Regions from separate parts of the Mus musculus genome. Here region 2 is linked to region 1. A link is a contact called in public HiChIP or PLAC-seq data. All regions are on one chromosome and are shown on one strand. The core of a region is the stretch at or near the end of the contact, and the rest is flanking DNA. Distances in the headings are between cores, read along the strand shown.

Region 1 (4,889 bases), core at 1,126-3,625:
TATTTTCAAGCATTTGGCAGATGTAGCACATTAGGGGTTAAAGCAATCAATCCTGTAAGTGAGGCATGACATGCAGGAATTGTTTTTCTCTCCATGTCTGTTAGGAGGATGTTGCATAAATAAACAGACCCTCCATTATTTTGCAACGTGAGTCCAGTTCTTGATCTTCAGAGCAAATGCAGAACCACCTCACCCTACTTCTGAGGAGCAGTGGTGTGGAGACTCCCACTGTGTGCTGGGAGATACTCGCTCTGGCCTGGGGACTAGCTGATTAAACACAGCAGCCTGCTGGATTCCCTGGGATGCCCTTATTGCTAGTGGGAGAGCAAACCACGCTTTAGCTCCACAGTAAACTCTGCCTACAGATATTTCTGAGTCCCTCGGAAAAATATTACCTTCTCTCTTCAGTCTTTGAATCACTGCTGGAACCATTTTTAGAACATGAGGTTTGATCCGAGAGGTTCTGTAGACACATATGTAGGAGGGCAGTAAGCTCAAAATGCTTGCTGAATAAACACTTATAACCCATTACACAGTGGAGTGCATCACACTTATATTTACTGCTAACGCGTGTTTCCTTGAGTATCTGCTATCTGACATCTTTGGCTGACTTGTATCGAGAGCCATACTAACACCATGTTGTCTAAATCTCTGTATGAAGAAAGGCCAGAAGACTGTGACTGTGTGTGTAGGATAGAAAGAAAGAAAGAAAGAAAGAAAGAAAGAAAGAAAGAAAGAAAGGAAGGAAGGAAGGAAGGAAGGAAGGAAGGAAGGAAGGAAGGAAGGAAGGAAGGAAGGGGAGAAAGGGAAGAAAGGACAGAGACAGAGAATATCAGTAACCACTAAAAGTTATTAAATTTAATTTGATCATAATCACATCAGGATTTTAAAAACCCACCAAACTTGGATTGAGGGGAGCCTAATTTCATAGGTCTGAGACGAGTAGGTGCAGGAAACTAAGGATTGCAATTTATAGCCGTGTGACTCCCCCGCTGACATCCAATTTAGGCAAGCTATCTCCTCGCCTGTAAAGGGCGTTCAAGATAACTACCTCATAAAGTGGTTTTTAAAAACGTTTCAGTACAATAAAAACACTACAAGATACGTTCTTACTGTTCCCAGTCATTTAACATACACATACTCTGTGGGGGACATACTCTCTAAAGGGGCAGTGAAGAGACTCATGTGGGCTGGATTCACCCTCAAAGGTAGAAGAAATATCAGCACCCTTATTTTCATTGTAGGGGTACGGAGAACCTGGAAATGACTTCCATTGTTAGCCATGCACAGCGGAGGATCTGAGCGTGGGTGCTGGAATTTCCACGTTGTTGACATATGCATAGTTATAGGCAAGGGGGTAACTTAGTAAAGGAAAGATATAGGAGCCTGGGGTGCACCTTATCTCACCTGTGGCCTGACTCCCAGGTACAACAGGGGCTGAGAGAAAGCTTAAGATCTTTCACATACCCCACCCCCACGCTCATTCACTGAAGGCTTTTCGGGTGATGCGTCCCTTGTCAACAATCCCAAGTCTTTTTAGTGTTTCTAAATTAATCTCTGAAACTCCCATCTACATGGCTTCCTATCCTCCTGGCTCAAGTAGGTCACTCCTGATCTATGACACACCGCGTCAGTCACTAGGGTCCGTCCCAGTGCAGCCTCTCACTTTAATGGCCCTCTGGAGCTCCTTGGGCCTCCCTTTTCTTCTCCATCCTTTCTCCTCAGGACCTCGTCTATCCTTCTCTTTGGGGGTTCACAGACACAGCACCTCGAGATCCCAGAAACCCCGCTCTCCTCTGACCTAGAGAAAACGAAAGCCACTCCTGCCTTCGGCCACCAGGAGGAAGTCAGGCATGCGCAGTGGCCCTAGGCAGCAGCCTGGGGAAGCCAGGGTTGTCGAGCGCGGTCCGACTGAGCTGGCGGGCTCGCGGGGTCACGCGGGGCTGGAGGCCGCCTAGTACCTGATAGCGGCCGGTGAGCAGCTGGCTCCGCGAGGGCGTGCACAGCGGCTGCACGTAGTAGTTGTCCAGGACCACGCCGCCGGCCGCCAGCGCATCCAGGTGCGGCGTGCGGATGACCGAGCCGTGAAAACCCAAGTCGTTCCAGCCCAGGTCGTCCGCCAGCACGAAGACCACATGCGGAGGCTGGGTAGCTCCGGAGGCCCGGGCCGGCGACAGCAGCAGCAGCAGCAGCTGCAGCAGCAGCAGCAAGAGTGGCAGCTGCGGCCCGGGACCTCCAGGCCGGCTCCTGCCAGTGCACGGGCTAAGCTTGCCCATCCTTAGCAGCCTGCAGAGCCCGTGCTGCGGGCACCCCCGACAGAATCGGGAACTGAGCGGCCGGGCTCCCCAGCAAGATTTCATCCACCTGGGCGGGCCGCGGGCTGGGGAGGGCCGGCGTCCACGGCCTCCGCCTCCCGCGGGGGCCGGGGGAGGAGCCGCACAGAGCGCGCGGGCGAACTCAGCCGGTCCTTCCAAGGCCCAGAGGCCCGTTCTTTATTTTAGCCATGAACTCGAGAGCCACAAGTTCCAAAGCTGTTTCACAACCTTTATCTGATTAAATCTAGCCGCAAACTTGACAGCTAAGCACTATAGTTAGCGCTCCTTTTATCCCCAGAAGAAACCCTGTAATGGTTTGGACCATTACAGATGAGAGAAGAGAGGTGGTGCAGATGGTGTTTCAGATTCCTTTGTGCAGTGTGTACCCATGAAGCCACTTCCTTCCCATCATCAGTGGGCCAAACACATTCATTCTGTCTGCCCAGAATCTAAAATGAAATGGTGAAGTTTCATTTCAAGACATTCGGGGTATGCCCACCTAAGACTGTCTACTTGCTTACTCAATGTCTAGAGATGAGTGATAACTGTTAGGTGGAGAGAGAAAAAATGTGCGCTGCCTGAAGGACACACCCTCTCTGGCTGAGGCCGAGTCCGTGGGAGTTACTTTACAGCTTTAGAAGCTCTGGATGAATGATACCCTTGAAAAGTAATTATTGCTGATGTACTCAACTGACTTCCATGCGGTTGGCTGATGGGCGTTTGTGGTATTGTTCCTTATAACCAATTTTAATTTCTTATCGGTTTCTCACTAATAAATTAGATGAAATCACATGATGTATTCATTTCTGCATTTGTGATTTGTGTGAGAGTAAAAAAATTCTTTTGTGTGTGTGTGTGGTTTTTTTTTTTTTTTTTTTTTGAGACAGGGTTTCTCTGTGTAGCCCTGGCTGTCCTGGAACTCACTTTGTAAACCAGGCTAGCCTTGAACCCAGAAATCCGCCTGCCTCTGCCTCCCGAGTGCTGGGACTAAAGGTGTGTGCCACCACGCCCGGCCAAAATTTTCCTTTTTAAAAAAAGATTATCCTTGAATATATGTTTCCCTCTTAACATACATAAGAGTTTTCTTTGAAGTAGATAACTACTACTTATCCTTAGTAAAATATAGCCAGAAAGTTTTAAATTTTGGCATTTTTAAACCCAAAAACAATATCTTAGAAGAGTTGTTTGTTCGCTTTTGTGTTGGGGATAGTGTGGTCTCTGCATATTCTTCTACTCCATAATTGTTTTCTATAGTCCTCTCCTTTTTGTTTTTAAGCAGGTGCTTACTATGTACCCCAGGATAGCTCCTCCAGCTCTCTGTCCTCCTGCCTCTTCATCTCCCACTGACAGAACTGGGATTACAGTCCCAGGCCAAGGTCCAGGTTTTCCCTGCCCTTGATAAGCATCAAACAGCCTCCAGTAATACTGCTCCTGGAACTAAGCACCCACCAAAATCCCCGTGCCCTGCATTTCAACTGAGCATGTCAGCTGGGGGTGCCCTGGCAATGTGCAGGTGGGAAAAGTCTGATTTTCATCTGTATACTGAAGACCTATGGCATGCATACTGTGCGTGGTTCTTTTAAAAATCTCTCTACTGGTGTTCCTTTGGTGTTTCCTTTGGATTTCACTCAGGCAACAGCTTCGTACAAGAGTACAGGAAGGTGATGTGGGGTGATGCCTGGTACCTCAGACAGAGAGGAACAGTGTTGGTTTGCTCTTTTGTGGGACCCCTGTGTTACTGGCATCAGGTCTCCACTGCAGAGTTACCATCTCCCCCTTGTAATTACTAAGTAGTACTCAAACTTTTGCTTATTGGCTTTCATTTCTTGTGTGAATAGATTATAATTAGGATGGCTACCAATAGTGACCTTTTAGCGTCCTTTCTATGAGTTTCTGAGTTTCTTATGTATTTAGTTCATTGTGAACTCTTGGATTCTTGCTTTGATCAATATGCCATAATCCTTTAACATAATTGCACCCCCCCCAACACACATACACACACACACACACACACACACACACACACACACACACACACACACACACTTGAACAGGCTGAGTGACACTGCTTTATTAGAACACGGAGGGGCCCTACCTTTTCAAAGGGATGGAGACTGAGTGCATTTACCAGGGCTAGGAGACACACATGTACACACACATGCACACGTACTTGCACACGTACATGCACAGTGCAACCAGGAAGTTATAGCTAATTGGTTTAGTTTGATTGGGAGCAAGTGGGTTGTTCTCAGCATCTGGGCATACCGTTTCTCTCGGTGGCTCTGAAATGGTCGGGTAGAGCTAAGTCACTCTTTATGGCTTGGGGCTTTTGCCCGGTACAGCCTGGCCCAATGTCTCATGACACCAATATATCCCAACCCTAGAAGGGAAAAAAGAAAAAGAGGGAGACATCATGGTTTTAGGGAGGCTGCTTCTGGCTGAACTCAACATTGGCAGGGGCAGGTTGAGGGAGCTTCCAGATGGGATAAGACCTGGTAGTTTTCTGCTGTGAAGAATTCAGTGACCTTCCAGGATGTGAAAGTTGTAAGTCTTTGTTGGAAAGGCTTAGTGAGA
Region 2 (4,889 bases), core at 887-3,386, 600 kb before region 1:
GGTCAGGCTTAACACCAGACGGAACTGAAGGCCAGTCCAGAGGAAACATGCAAATTAGAGCTCAGACAGAGACAAGGATGGGAAACAGCATGGATGTATTCTATGCTATCCAAACATCTAATGCAGCTCTAATTAGAACCAAAAGCAAGGTTAGAAGTCAAAGTACAAAAATAACTGAAGAAGTTCTCCCAAACTCAGAAAGACCTAAAGTCACATACTTTAAAAATCTTAGGAAATAGGAAAGACAAAGTTATGCTAAGTGCATCAGTCAAATGATAGAACAAGCCAGGCAGTGGTGGCGCACGCCTTTAATCCCAGCACTCAGGAGGCAGAGGCAGATGGATTTCTGAGTTCAAGGCCAGTCTAGTCTACAAAGTGAGCTCTAGGACAACCAGGGCTATACAGAGAAACCCTGTCTCGAAAAACCAAAAAAAAAGATAGAACAATGAGAAACCATCCTTAAAGACACCACAATGAAACACACTGCCTTAAGACACATCTGCAAACCTCCCTATACAGGGGCAAGTAATAAAGTCTAGGCTTTAATAGCCACACCATCCCTGGTCTAACTATTCATCTCTACTGCAGCATGAAACAGACAGAGAATGCATGATGGGGCACAGCTATGTCCCAATAATACTTATATAGATGGGCAGGCAGGTCTTCCATGACGCTGATGCTGACTTCAGAAGGCAGAAGACAATGGAATGAGTTTTTAAAAGAGCTAGATTAGAAAAAAATGGGAACATAAATTCTAGAACTACTAAAATACTATATATTTAGTTCAAGGATGGCCAGCGTTTGACACTGATGTGAAAGCAAGCAGGCTTTACTGCTAGTCATCGGGACTTGGTGCCATCATCTACAAGGTACCTCAGCAAAACCCACCACGAGTTGATGTTCAATGCACTTTGACTTTACAAGAGTACCTCGAAAAACGTTTCCTTTTTTAAAATATTTATTTATTTATTTATTTATTTATTTATTTATTTATTTATTTAATGTACGTACACTGTAGCTGTCCTCAGACACTCCGGAAGAGGGCATCAGATTTCGTTACACATGGTTGTGAGCCATCATGTGGTTGCTGGGATTTGAACTCGGGACCTTCAGAAGAGCAGTCGGCACTCAACCACTGAGCCATCTCTCCAGCCCTAAAAACGTTTCCTTTAAGAAGATAAACTCACACCCGGTGTGTGCAAAAATATATACTGCAGAACTGCTTATAGGTGACAAAAGTGAAACCGATCAGATCCTTCCAGAGCAGAGTGACTAGCCAACCTCAAGGCACACAGTATTGTGGCTAGAGACTGGACTTGTTTCATATACTAATGTGGACAGATCTCCAAAATATATTAAGTAAAAAGGAAGACGCAGAAAGAATGGTGTGTCTGTCTGTATAAGATCCTTTGATGGTTTATGAAAAGATACTTAAGAACTTGTTCATTCTGGTTGACTGTGACAGTATACAAATGGAGGTCTACATCATGTGTTTATAACATGTAACTAAGTCCCAGCGTTTTCCATAACTTAACGCCTTATTCTGCTGTCACATTCGGAGAGACAAAGTCTGGATGAAGTGCAGGTAGCTGCTATTGTTCCCGAGTAACCAATAAGGAAGCCAGCACAGAAAACAAACTGTGGACATGTCTGACCTTGCTCAGCTTTCATTAGCACGCCATCACAGGGCTGGGATTGGTAAAGCACAGAATTAAACAAAATTTATTTTCAAATCCAATACTGTAAAGAACCACACAAGTCGTATAAACTCTGTAATTAACAATGTTACATGACTTCCTTGCTAATCACATTCTACCACGATAAAAAAACATTGCTTTTTTTTTTTCTTTTAAGCTCTAAAATTTATACAAAGAAAGCTGATTGCTGGAACCATAGTAAACACTGATGGTGATTATTCTCAGTGGCAGTCTGCAATGTGTGTGATGTACCCCTTTGTAAGTCAAAGTGCATTTTATTTTCACTGATTGTACTTGGGCTGTATTTGGTTAGCATTAGCTCATGCAGCTTCATCAGCTCAAAATTAATTAGTATTACAGAATGGTGTATCCCATCCAAACAATTCATCTTTGTTGGCTCCTGCGCCTCGCTGCTACTGGCATGCCACCATGATAGCGGGCATGATGCCACAGTAACAGATGGGCATCAACACACACATGCCAAGCAGTCAGTTGGTGCATCAAGGCTGGGTATTAGTATTCACTCTTCCTCCAAGAAATTCATAAACTACATGAGGGCAAATCTAAGTTTCTACAACTGTGTTAGTGAGATATGCCAACTCAAAGCTAGATTAATTTTAAAACTCTTTTTTTAAAAGCAAACATGTTTCCAGGGCCACAGAAGGTAAGTTTCCCATCTGATGAGTTGGATCAGCCTTCTGTGGAGGGAGCTGGGGAGACCAATATGCAATCTCTACTTGCAATAAGCTCGTCTCTGAAGCACTTGGGAAGGTCTGCTTCTAAAACGAAGCTTTTAAAAGGTCACTGGTGGTGCCGTCAAGCTGGACAAGTTCTATGGCACTGCACCACTACTGAACTCTACCCTTAGGAGGGGTTGGCTCCAAGATCTGGGGCAGGAACAGACAACACAAAGCTGGGAGTGGTGTGGTCCGTGCCTGCAGTTCCAGCAGTCCTCCTGGAGGTAGAAGCATCAGACTCAGGCACCCAGGGCAGCCTGAGCCTGTCTCAAAGGAAAGGAGGGTAGGAGTACAAAATGACAAAACCAGTGGTTTTGGTTTTCTTTTTGTTACAGGTTTTTTAAGTCATGTGGTCCCTCCAAGTTCCTGATGAAGGTTTCAAATAGAGATCTTAATAAAAGACCCCAGCCCTACTTGACAGGAACATATTTTGCTTGTTTGTTTGTTTATTTATTTATTTAGGGTTTTGTTGTTGTTGGGGTTTTTTTTTATTTTGTTTTGTATTTGAGGCAAGATTTCTCTGTGTATCCTTGGCTGTACTGAAATTTACTCTTTAAACTAGACTGGAACTCACAAAGATCTGCCTGCGCCTATTCCCCTGTGTGTGCCACCACAGCTTGGTGACAAGAATCTAATATATTTAGATTATCTATTTAGATTATCTATCTTATCTATTAGTGTAAATCACTGACATTTATGTGATCAACTTTTCTGTGTACTGAAAATGGATACTTGCCTCTAATTGTCTTTTTTAATTTAAATTTTCCTTATTATTAGTGTCTTGGGGTGGGGCATGCCATGGTGCAAGTATGTAAGTAAGAGGACAACTCTGAGGTCTTCTCTCCTTTGTAAGGGTTATGGATAATTGAATTCAGTTGTCAGTTTCGCAAACATGGGTGGTAAATGTCATTAGGCACTCACCCATCTTGGGGCCCTGTAACTGTCCCTTTACATGGGATAAGAAGTGAGCCACAGAGGCAGAGACTTCAAATGGGGATCAGGGCAGGATAAAGCACATCTGGCCGAGTGGAGGGGCACCGCCTTCAACAGTGGGTGGGCTCGTTTGGATCAAAACGAAGGAGCACGTGAAAGCAGAGGTTCGAGGGATGCTCATGACAGTGTGAAGGATGACAGTGGGCTTTCCAGTCCATCCTAAAAACAGGGGTTATACAACTGAGTGCTACAGTGATGTCTTGGGGTGCCTTAGCCCACTTAAAGTTAATGCATTTTCTATGGCCGTGTTCTGACACGTGGAAAGACAGGCACACACATAAAGACTTTCTCCTCTGCAAACTGTAGAGAAGTAGCCTTCAGTCTTCAGTGACGGATGTAAACGTCACAACCTCCCAAAGCAAAAGGAACAGGCCCTACCTATATTCTGGACACAAAAGCAATGGGATACAGACAGTAGGTTCTCATCCACAGAAAGACAGAGAAGCTAAAGCATCTCACACAGACCCAAATCCAGAGGTTTCTGGCTGAACAACTGGGCCTGTCCACAGCACTAGTCCACAGGTTCAGTCAAATAACTGAGACTACAGGCCTGGGGTCAGAGGGCACAGAGATCACTACAGAGTCCAGTTGGGCTGGGGATGTAACTCAGTGGCCGCAGAGCCCTGGTTCCCTCTCCACAGAGAATAACAAGTAGGACTGGGCAGACTTACAAATTCTTGAGGTATATAAAAGGAAGCACCGCTGGGCAGACGTGGTGGTGCACACCTTTAATCCCAGCACTTGGGAGGCAGAGGCAGGCAGATTTCTGAGTTCGAGGCCAGCCTGGTCTACAAAGTGAGTTCCAGGACAGCCAGCGCTACACAGAAAAACCCTGTCTCGAAAAGCAAAATAAATAAATAAATAAATAAATAAATAAATGGAAGTGCCTAAAACTGAAAATAAAAATACTATATAAGGCTGAGTACGGTGACACACACCTTTTATCTTAACACTTGGGAGGCAGAGGCAGAAAGATCTCTGAGTTTGAAACCAGCCTGGTCTACACAGAAACTTCTGGGATGGCCAGAGCTGCATAGTGAGGCCCTGGCTCAAGCAAAGCCCATATAAAGTATTGCTGTTGTTACTACAGTTAGAATGCTGGCTCTCATCTCCTAGCTGAGGACAAAGGCTATGGGGTAGTGAGAAGCTATGGTGGCAAAGAGAGACTATGGTGGCATAGAGAAGCTATGGTGGTATGGTGGTTTGAATATCCCTGGCTCAGGGAGAGGCACTATTAGGAGGTATGGCCTTGTTGGAGAAAATGTGTTACTGTGGGGGTGGGCTTTTGAGAGACGTTCCTCCTAGCTGCCAGTCTTCTCCTGTTTGCCTTTGGAACCAGACTCTCAGCTCCTCCAGCACCATGTCTGCCTGGACGATACCATGCTTCCCACCATGATACTGGATTGAACTTCAGAATCCCTAAGCCAGCCCCAATTAAATATTTTCTTTATAAGAGTTGCCT

What was found. HiChIP or PLAC-seq counts read pairs in DNA pulled down with a chosen protein or histone mark.
Region 2: a contact with region 1 is called in an H3K4me3 HiChIP or PLAC-seq map of forebrain, with 4 times the contacts expected there. The contact joins the enhancer-like site here to the promoter of Arsb in region 1. A contact is called at or near these places in 12 of 39 promoter capture datasets (the 3T3-L1 cell line, cranial neural crest, frontonasal cranial neural crest and 7 more), 2 of 484 Hi-C or Micro-C datasets (the N1E-115 cell line and bone marrow-derived macrophages) and 4 of 115 datasets of contacts at active chromatin or transcription factors (the NIH/3T3 cell line, bone marrow-derived macrophages, forebrain and 1 more).

The regions. Positions count from the first base shown.
Region 1 is chr13:93,769,165-93,774,053 of GRCm38.p6, reverse strand. Arsb (arylsulfatase B) reads right to left here and starts at 2,375. Exons shown (of 8, transcript NM_009712.3): 1 at 1,962-2,375. The coding sequence starts at 2,276.
Region 2 is chr13:94,373,413-94,378,301 of GRCm38.p6, reverse strand. All of the region lies in intron 1 of Ap3b1 (adaptor-related protein complex 3, beta 1 subunit), which reads right to left. Among named protein-coding and RNA genes, the nearest start is that of Ap3b1, 17 kb to the right of the region's middle. Within about 2 kb of position 2,136, at least 36 of the 459 cell types and tissues checked have an H3K27ac peak or open chromatin away from gene starts, as enhancers often do. A contact at or near this core is called in forebrain, where this site is marked.